2 separate regions of the Mus musculus genome follow, and region 1 is linked to region 2. Evidence: chromatin contacts called from public HiChIP or PLAC-seq data. All regions are on one chromosome and are shown on one strand. The core of a region is the stretch at or near the end of the contact, and the rest is flanking DNA. Distances in the headings are between cores, read along the strand shown. Region 1 has its middle 140 kb from the start of Gm30524. Region 2 overlaps Gm30215 (a long non-coding RNA gene).

Region 1 (5,120 bases), core at 834-3,333, 330 kb before region 2:
AACCAGACACAGGATGAAGTCACTTGAAAGGAAATGGTTTAGGTAGATTGAGTGTGTGTGTGTGTGTGTGTGTGTGTGTGTGTGTGTGTGAGAGAGAGAGAGAGAGAGAGAGAGAGAGAGAGAGAGAGAGAGAGAGAGAGAGAAGGAAATATGAGCTCACCTTGGCTGTGAAGAGTGTCCAGGGGAGAGATAAAAAGAGAATAAGCCAGTACCGAGCCTGTGGAGATGGTAAATTACAAGGACACTTTCCATTGCCAGGAAGTACTGCAGGGCTCATGTCTCACTGGAGCGAGCAACGCAGGTTGGGGAAAAGGACGTGTCTTCTCACCTTGCCCCTTTCAACTCTTCCCTGCCAATGTCTACAAAAGGTTCAGATTATTAAATTTAGCTAATCCGTTATTGTTATACCTTAAGACAGCAATCAATGGTTTAAATCTCAAGTGACCACAAGCCTGTCCATTCACACCATCATCCTCTGAGCCTGGCAGAAACCTTGGTTGTTCAACTGTAGTTCCAGATACACTGTTGGGCATTCACGTGTCCCTGTCAGACAAACAATTACCTAAGTGTTTCTTATACAAGGCAGCAATATTTCTCTTTTCTCTGCTCAAAATCAAGGTGTTCCACTATCGAAATCAAAAGCTCTCATTTGGAAAACATCTTAATCCTTACACACCCCAAATATCTACAAAGCTGTCTGCATTTTAACCTGTTTCCAAGGTTTAGAATACAGCTCTGTGACAAAATGCTTGCCTCACATGTATATCAAAACCTAAGTTCTGCCTCTGACTTTGCAAAATATTTCATATATGTAAATTGTTTAACATAATGAACAGTTTCGGGAGCAAGGCAACTTACCACTAGCCTTCATAAGTTCCCTTCCAGGAAATAAGATTTTGAGAATCTGTGTCCAGAGATACACGACTATTTCACGGCCCCAGATACTACCAAACTCATTTTCTTATTTGTTAAACTGTAAAGTCAAGGTTAACATATTTCTTCGCCATTGAAATGTCTCTTGCATTTTTTTATATATGCATGATACTCTAACGATACCAGTTATTGGTTATTTGTATTTTGGCTGGATTCTTGGTTGGGAATGAAGAACACAGCCTACAAGGGGTCTCAGCTAGAATGTGTGTTCAAAAGGATGCTTAGGCGTGGGGAGTGAAGCCACTTAACTTCCAAATGAGAAACTGACACATCTCAGATCTTATTTTGAATAATGTATTATGAGATACTATTTAAGAACCTAACTCCACAAGCAGAGCCACCTGGTTTAAAGAAATCAACTAGCAGCTGGAGAGATGTATCAGGCATATAAGAGCAGTTGTTGCTCTTGCAGATCAGCCTGGCTCTATCCCAGCACCCACATAGAGGCTCACAACCACCTATAACTCCCGTGTCAGGATCTGATCAGGACAGGTGCCAGCACTCACCCTGTGGACACACATGCAGAGAAGCAGAACACATAAAATAAAATAATTCTAATCTTTAATATCGACTAGTAGAAAAGCATAATTTTGCAGCGATGGGTGGCAGATTATTGACTTTTAATAACAAATGAAGATTTGCAGTCTCCTTTTTAAGATAGCTCAAAAATATATAAATATAGAGTATTATATGATCTAATTCAACCTAAAGACATGAGCATATAACCCATCCATTCTTACACGTTTTGTGACAGAGTCACAGCTTTTATCATGTAGATCAAGGAGAGGAGGAAACCTTGGCAGAGTGAAACAAAGGGAAATGATAATTTATTTTTTTACTTTTAAATTTTAGCATTATTATATATGTGCATGATATGGGGAGGGGGTTTCAAGTAAACATGTGGCACAATGTGTGTGGAGGTCAGAGGACAACTCTGGAAACTCAGTTCCACTGAGGGACCAGGGATCAAACTCGGGTGGGCAAGCTTACACAGTGCCTTTGCCTGCTGAGACATCTCTTTGGCCCCACCTTTGCCTCTGAAACAGCTCATTGGCCCCACCTTTGCCTGCTGAGACATCTCATTGGCCCTGCCTTTGTCTGCTGAGACATCTCATTGGCCACTCCTTTGCCGCTGAAACAGCTCATTGGCCCTGCCTTTGCCTGCTAAGACATCTCATTGGCCACTCCTTTGCCCACTGAGCCATCTCATTGGCCCCCACTTTCATTCCTTGATAATTCATGGATTTCTGACGTGAGTGCATGAACATAACTTCAAAGTGTCTGATGCTTCGTATCAGAAATGGGCCGTGCTTTCTGAAACACGAGATTAAGCGATGATGGATGATGTTGTGCCTGACTACGTGGGATGACAGCCAAGGACCAGATGCTGTGGATAAATAACAGCTAAAAAGGCACCACACATACAGCCCAATTAACAGCATGCTTTACTCGTGTTTCAAAACTTTGCAGTCATTCAACAGATATGAAAAGATCCACATGATCCTGGGCTTTCTGCTCTGCTCACAGCAAGTGAGTGATGATCGCGGCAGCTGATATTAGATCTCTTCCCTGGGAAACCTTTCCTTCAAGCACAGCGGACCTTGGGCTCCTTCCCTGTGGCTGCAGAGATTGATAAACGCCTACCCAACTCAGTAACATTTTCCAGACGTCCAGACAATGAATTCATAACATACACATCCACTTCCCTTGAAAGCACAGGGGCTGAGATTCTTGTTTCCAGAGAATACAGGGTAAGTTTATTTTTAAGGAGAATTAATGAAATAGGAATGGGATTACTACACGATTCTCCAGCCACTGTTTATCCAGAGAGCTGCTTGCTGACGTCTGTCTTTTTCCTCAGGGGCCTGCTCCAATTAAAATGGGTCTATCTCCAATCAGGTTTTATCTGGCCACTGCATACTTGATAAGGAACCCACCACCTGGTTTCTCCTGACTCACACTTTGAGAACAAATTCCTACATTTTGGCTTATGTTAAATGTTGGCTTTGTCAGGTAGAGATGGGTAAAACAGAGCCTTGTTTTGCTTTGGGCCTTTTTTTTTTTTCCTTCCTTGTCTGTTATGGTTCCACAGTAAAAGGGCAACAAAATATTTAAGAATGAGATTTTTCCAATTTCTTGTTGTTCTTGGCAAATCTCTGTGTTTTCTCCATCAGCATGTCTTCATCTAAGGACATGTGTCATATTTATAGTTTCAGGCTGTACAACAAGTTAAAAATATTTTTAAACCATAGATCAAGACTGTGGGGATAGCACAGTTTTTAAAGTACTTGCCTTGCAAGCACGAGGACTTCAGTACTAACCACAGAACCCAGGTATTTAAAAAAGAAAACCCAGATGTGGTGACTCACACTTGTCACCCAGCACTGGGGGGGATGGAGACAGGTGCATCCCTGAAGTCCAAGCTAGTGAGCCTAGTCTACTTGGTGAATCCTGGATCAGTGTGAGAGAGAGGCCCTTGCTCAGAAATAAAAAAGGTGGACAACTCAGAGATGCCCTGATCCCCACATGCACCTTCATATGCAGACATATTAACATGTACATGGGCATGAGTATGTTCTCACACACATGCACACACACACACACATACATACATATATATATATACACACAAAGCACACACATGCACATAGAGGCCACACACACATATGCACACATACACAGACATGTATATACACATGCACACATGCACATATATACAAACACATATGCATACACATGTATACACACATGCACACACGCACACACACACGTACCACAGTTGCCGTACTTGCCATTTTCCTGAAGATGATCTTGATTTATTTAGACATATTTATGTTGGGACAATCTACTAATATTAATAGAGATAGTGAACTTATAGTGTGACAAATAGCTAATTAATAAGGGTTTCTGAGAGTGACACTCTGTATTGGATTTCTCTAAATATTCATCTACTGCGCTAGTTCAGGAAATTAGTCTGTGGACACGCACTGACTAGTGTTAGAGTCTAATAAACGAGCAGAATTAACCTGAATTCTTCCTCGGTTGTTCAACATTTCATTAGGTAACTTGATTACTGTATCTAGTCCTGCAAGCTCAACTGGAACCTCCCAGTTAGACTTGAGTTGTTTAACAATGTTCCCAATGCCATGAAGCCAACAACAACCCAGAAATGACTGCAGATCAGCATGGTCTAAAAACCTTGTGTTTCACAACAGGAAGAATACCATCCATGAACGCATGGTCTTCCACATACACCCGTGACCTGCTGCTTTTCCTAAGTCTATACAAGTGAAAAGTAGCTTGTTTCGCCAAGTTAGAACTCAGAAAGCTCTCTCTAGTGGAGTGAAGGTTTGTGTCTCGGGTAAGCTCACCAACTAACACTTAGCCTTCAATCTGATCACAGTTGGCAGCAGGCAGGGGCTTCGGTGGGTTATCAGGTCATGAAGACTGGGCCAGTGTCCACACAACTGAGACCCCAGAGAGCTATCGCACCTTTTCACCATGTGAAGATTCAATGCAAGAGGGCTGTGCAGCTCCCAGGAGAGGCTCCTCACCAGAATCCGCCAAGCTGCCTGTGAGCTCCAGCCTCCTACAACTGAAGAAGAAACTTCTGCTGGGTATAAGTTACTAAGTCTATGGAAGTCTCTTGTGGCTGCAGCTGTGCAAACAAAGGCACCTGCTGAGTTTGCTCCTCTCCATCAGACACTGACACTTAGTCCCTCGGAGCACCAGGCTTGAGGCTTTTTCCATGTCTGGAATCACATGTGCACACACAGATATACACACACGCGTGCGCTCGCGCGCACACCCACACATACACACATACACACATACACACATACACACACACACACACACACACACACACACACACACACACACACACACACACAGGTACCACCATATAATTCTAGAGCAACACCTTGCAAGATAAAGTCCAATATCCTAGGCAGGTCGGGTGTTGCTCTCTCAGATCCAGTCCCCGCCTGTCACTTTTTCTGCTATGTCAAAGCTTTCACCTTATTTTGCAGTCATCCGAAATCACCAACCCTCCTGAGCATGCCAAGGGTTCTCCAAATACTTCTGCAACTTTGTTTAGCTACTCCAGATCCTCCTAGCCCTGTCTCTTGGGTCAAATGATGCCCCTTCTATGATGCCTTCAGGGAATTCACTTACTGTGAGAGCGC
Region 2 (4,690 bases), core at 462-2,961:
CATCAATATCACATAAAATTCACCCGAGGCCCTTATAGAGAAACGCACGTTGTCTCTGCCCCTCTCCCACACCCCCTCCCATGGTCAGCCTCTGCAGGGCTCTCTCTCTCTCTCTCTCTCTCTCTCTCTCTCTCTCTCTCTCTCTCTCCCTCTCTCTCTCTCTCTCTCTGTTATGGGCTACAAAAGCAGACAGACATCGGGTTATGCTACACTGGACCGTAAGGATAGCTAGGCTTCTGAGGTTAGAAGTTAGGGGCTGTGATCTCAAGAACATGATAGAGGGCTAGAGAAGACAGCTGCAGCACCTAAAAAACAGCAGAGCTTCTGTGACAATGGCTGGGTCCCTACACAGCCTGGGGAATTGGGTCAGCGCCCTATAGAGGAAGAGAATGGAAACAGGGGTGGGGGTGGCCGGAGTGGGGTGGAGGAGGCATCTTCACTTGGACCTCACGAACTTAAGCACCAGTCTCTTCTCGGCATCAACTGGAAGGGAGAACAGAGGCTCTTTTCCAGTTCTGGTTCATTTCCTTCCCTCTGAGAGAGGCAAAGAAGTTGTCCTGATAGAAACGGCTTGATTTTGAATACTCTGCTAACCAGGCAAATGCAAGCATCCCTTCCATTTGATCTTAACAGTGAAGAAATTAGACGCCTTTGTTTTCACCTGCCATACCGAAAACCTTGCAATTCTTTGACTGTAGCCAAAAGGGCTTCTTATAATCCCCTTGCTTTAAGCTAAATAGACATCCTATTCTAGTTCCCGTATTCTCTGTGGTGACATCCTGTTCTAGCCCCTCCCCCACCCCCATTCTTCTCCGAGTTCCCTGACCACACAATGTCTAGAGCAAAAGAGCTGACAACATGGAAACCCAGTTTTACTTAGCTAGCTCAGCACTTTGACATTTTACACCTGCAATGTATGTTCGTTTTGATTAAATTAAATCAAATTAAAGTTGTACATACCCCTCCTTCAATGACCAATTTCTAAGAGAAAATATCTTTATTACAACTTTTTGCCTAATTTGGGCACCGTGAGTCATTGCTAGACCAATTAGCTTTTTTGTATATAGAGCTTATGAAGTAAACCAAAAATAGACAAAACATTATGATGTCTCTACAGAAGTCAAAGCTTTCTCACCTTCCAGGTCAGCGGCAAGAATGACAGAAGGGTCATGGGGCTTAGAAGGGTGTAACTGCTTCCTGCTGAAGAGGGTGGATTGTATTGTCTACTTTTCAGTGATTGCAGGTTAGATATCAGCTTCGACCGTGGTTTAAAGCCCGAAGATCTTCCTTGATTTCCTTGCCTGAAACTTCCTGACTTCAGCCAGATCACGAAGGTTCCAGATTTTGATTCTGAGATAATGGTGAATCTCTAAGAACAAAGAAAGGAAGGGACATTGTTTCTGTTCTATTGTCCGCGCAGCTGCGTTTATCAGGTTAAGACGCACAGATCATAAACGAAGGAGAAAAGACTGATACGATTTAGAATTCACATTTGCTAGGAGAGCATTTTCTCATCCATACGGATCGTAACCATTTCACATATGAACACATCATTGAAGAAATTGTCTATAGAATGGTTCTGTCCATTTATCCACGTTCTCACTAAGAGAAAAAAAAAACATGTTGTTTTGCTATAAAACTGTATCTGAATACAAATAGGGAAATACAGTCCTCAGAGGTTTCTGAACCCTTGCGAACTCGTCACGGACACACTGTTTTCTATGAGCACAAAGGTAAGATCGCCACCTTCTGGCTAGGTGCTCTAATAGCATCTTCTCATTGTGAAATTTCTAGTAACTTCCAAAATTTGAGTCTATACCGTTTTGATGAAGACTTTGAAGATTTCAGTCACTTGACGTCCAGTTTAAGTGGAAAAAGTCTCTTGTCTAAATGCTAAAAACACACAAAACATTACTCTAAAGATGTATTTGTTCTTCACACTACTGTTGCAGGAAATATTTTAAAATGCACCATCCCACACTATACCCAGCTACTCTGCCCATGTCTCTCCACCTCTAGCCTAGCCATGATGCAGTCTTCCCAGCTCTGGTTTATCTGCCTCAGAGCTGCCTGTACCTTCTCAGCCATCCACCCCCTGCGGCTAGTTGTCACAAATCCCCTTAGCCCAGTAAATCAAAACTCTAGAAGCTTAGAATTAGTCAGTCAGATTTATATATCAGTAAATTCTCAATTCACAAGATGCCCACACAGCAATTTCAGAGCCAACTGATAATGATACAAGCTGCCCACCTAGATTAGACAAGTTATCCCAATTATTCTATCCTTTTATGATATATTCATGGCTACCTGTGGCTATTTAACGCCACACTGAATCTAGAGCATCTTCCTCTTCCTCCGTTTTCCTTCCTTCTCTCTCCTCCTTGTCCTCTCTCTCTCTCCTCTCCTCCTTCTCCACCAAACTTTTCAGCTCCACCTTCCCTTCCACTGCCCAGTCACCGGCCCTAGCCTTTATTTTACCAGGTGGGGAGCAGGTTTACAAGAAGTCACTGGTGATACAACCATCATCCGCAGCCCCTCCTGGGGAAGCAGAATTAGCATCAAAATACAAACAGCACCAGGACTATCCACAACACACCACAACAGTGAAGGTGTCAAAAGCCAAAGGTATTTTCTCTAAGTGTTCCTTAAGAAGCTAAGGACAATGGAGATGATTCACTGTGTAAAATACTTGTTGGGCCAACATGATGGCCTGAGCTTGGGTCTCCAGCACCTACAAAAGTCTTGGTATGGCAGAGTAGACATGTAATTCAAGCAGTGGGGAGGCAGAGACAGGCAAATGCATGGAGCTCATTGGCCAAACAGCCTAGTTAAAGAGAGCTCTAGTTTTGGAAGAAACCCTGCCTCTGATAATAAAGTAGACAGCAACTGAGAAAGACACTCCACTGACATCACTGACCCAGTCTTCGTCTGCGCATACACACAGGCAGATGCTGGCAGATGTGGGGCGTTTGTATTCTAAACATAGTGTCAATTATCAAATTTCCTTAGTTTAACAGTTGCAACCTGAGCGGCAACTCCACCAACAGGGATCAGTTGGTGAATTTAAAAACAAAGAAAAAGAAAGAACTTGGATGAAAAGTCCAACCCCAGATTCAAGCATAATTCTCCGCCCTAATCGGACTCCAACCAGCAGAGTTAAGTCCAGCCGAAACCATTTCCTGTGAGACTTCACAGGAGTCCTGTGACATCACCATTTCAGCCACCAGGAACACTTTGAGTTTCCTACTCCCCCGAAAAAACTCCTTCATACAAAACTCCCTTTTAAGGGCAATCTCCCTGTCTCTGGATTTGCCCAGAAAACGTATCACAAAAAAGCAGATTTTTTTTTTTAATTTACTTTCTTAGTCAATTAAATCTGAGGCAATTCCAGGACAACTCACTCCACTGGCAGAATGTTGCTCAGCATGATCCTACGGAGGTGTGGGAGACAAGTGGAATAATCTTATACAATCTTGTTTCTTTTTCCTATACTTTATTTATTAGCAGTTTACGTTTGCATGTGTAAAGGTGTCTATATCCCACACTCCACATCTGGAGGTCAGAGGACAGACTTACAGAGCCGGTCTGTCCTTCCTTCCACCTTGGGTTCTGGGGATGAACTCGGGTTGTTAGACCTATGCAGCTTGTGTTGTGACCACTGAGCAATCTCTTATGGTCCTCTGTTGTGGTTTCTTGGAAGGGGGTCTCACTCTACAGTCCTGGCTCACCAAGGACTCAGTCTGTAGCCCACAGTGTCTTTGAACTCACAGCCATCCTCCTGCCTCACACTCTCAAGTGCTGGGATTATAGATAGGCACATCACACCCAGATGTAATATCACTGCTATTTATGCAAAAGGTCACATAAAGTCCAGTTTGTAGAGAGTGTGTACCTAGAGAAACATAACTGCTCCAGAGAGATGAGTTTCAGTATTGCCAAGAAGCCAGGAAACAGCAGCACCATCCTTGGAGAGCTTGCTGACTCTTTGCCTAGTAAGACAATGAAAATATTATGACAGCTTGCTGAGTCTTGGCCTCAAAGGTATTATTTTCTCAGGAGATAATTCTGCAGAATTATATGGAAAAGTCAACCATTGAAATCGTAAGTCAGATAGCTGATGTGTTCTAAGTGAGCTCAGACATCAGCAGAGGCAAAGAATGTGTAGAAGAAAGCAGAGCTCTCCCCGGTCTTCTGCTCAAAGATGACATTGACCGTTGTTGCTTATGTGCGAATGTGAATACAAACAAGTAAGTTATACAGTAGGTTAGCCACTTTGTGTGCCAAAATACTAACAGCAAGGCTGTGACGCTGTCCCACAGCCACCAGAGTGCAGAGAACCACCAATCACGAGTTTCCACCAAGTTACTCACAACAATCAATGTGGAGGGCAAGAGGCCCTGTAAGCAAGCCACTCTGTCCTGGAGACACCACAAGTCATCTATGGTAAAAGGCACTCAGACCTAGGGCTAGTTCAGATTTGTGTTGTATCTCAGGTTAAAATACTGCCCACATATATCACTTCCTATTTTTTCAGGGCACTCTGGGCACACAGGCAGTTCTAAACTTGAGGTCATTCACTTGTTGTTCTACAGATAGGAAATAGCTCCTAGGTTCTCCATTAAAAAACTTTTTATACTGAGTCTAAAAACCCACAATACCCTCTTGAACAGATATTAGCAAATGTGGTGCT

Evidence for each region. HiChIP or PLAC-seq counts read pairs in DNA pulled down with a chosen protein or histone mark.
Region 1: an H3K27ac HiChIP or PLAC-seq map of heart atrium shows a contact between it and region 2, with 4 times the contacts expected there. The contact joins two enhancer-like sites. A contact is called at or near these places in 1 of 15 datasets of contacts at CTCF or cohesin (the NIH/3T3 cell line), 2 of 115 datasets of contacts at active chromatin or transcription factors (heart atrium and trophoblast stem cells) and 1 of 9 other capture datasets (embryonic stem cells).

What each region holds. Positions count from the first base shown.
Region 1 is chr6:141,088,939-141,094,058 of GRCm38.p6, reverse strand. No RefSeq gene overlaps it. Among named protein-coding and RNA genes, the nearest start is that of Gm30524, 140 kb to the right of the region's middle. Within about 2 kb of position 2,083, at least 9 of the 459 cell types and tissues checked have an H3K27ac peak or open chromatin away from gene starts, as enhancers often do. A contact at or near this core is called in heart atrium, where this site is marked.
Region 2 is chr6:140,763,577-140,768,266 of GRCm38.p6, reverse strand. It overlaps Gm30215 (a long non-coding RNA gene), which reads right to left. Exons shown (of 10, transcript XR_003956541.1): 5 at 1,136-1,369. Among named protein-coding and RNA genes, the nearest start is that of Gm30215, 86 kb to the right of the region's middle. Within about 2 kb of position 1,711, at least 16 of the 459 cell types and tissues checked have an H3K27ac peak or open chromatin away from gene starts, as enhancers often do. A contact at or near this core is called in heart atrium, where this site is marked.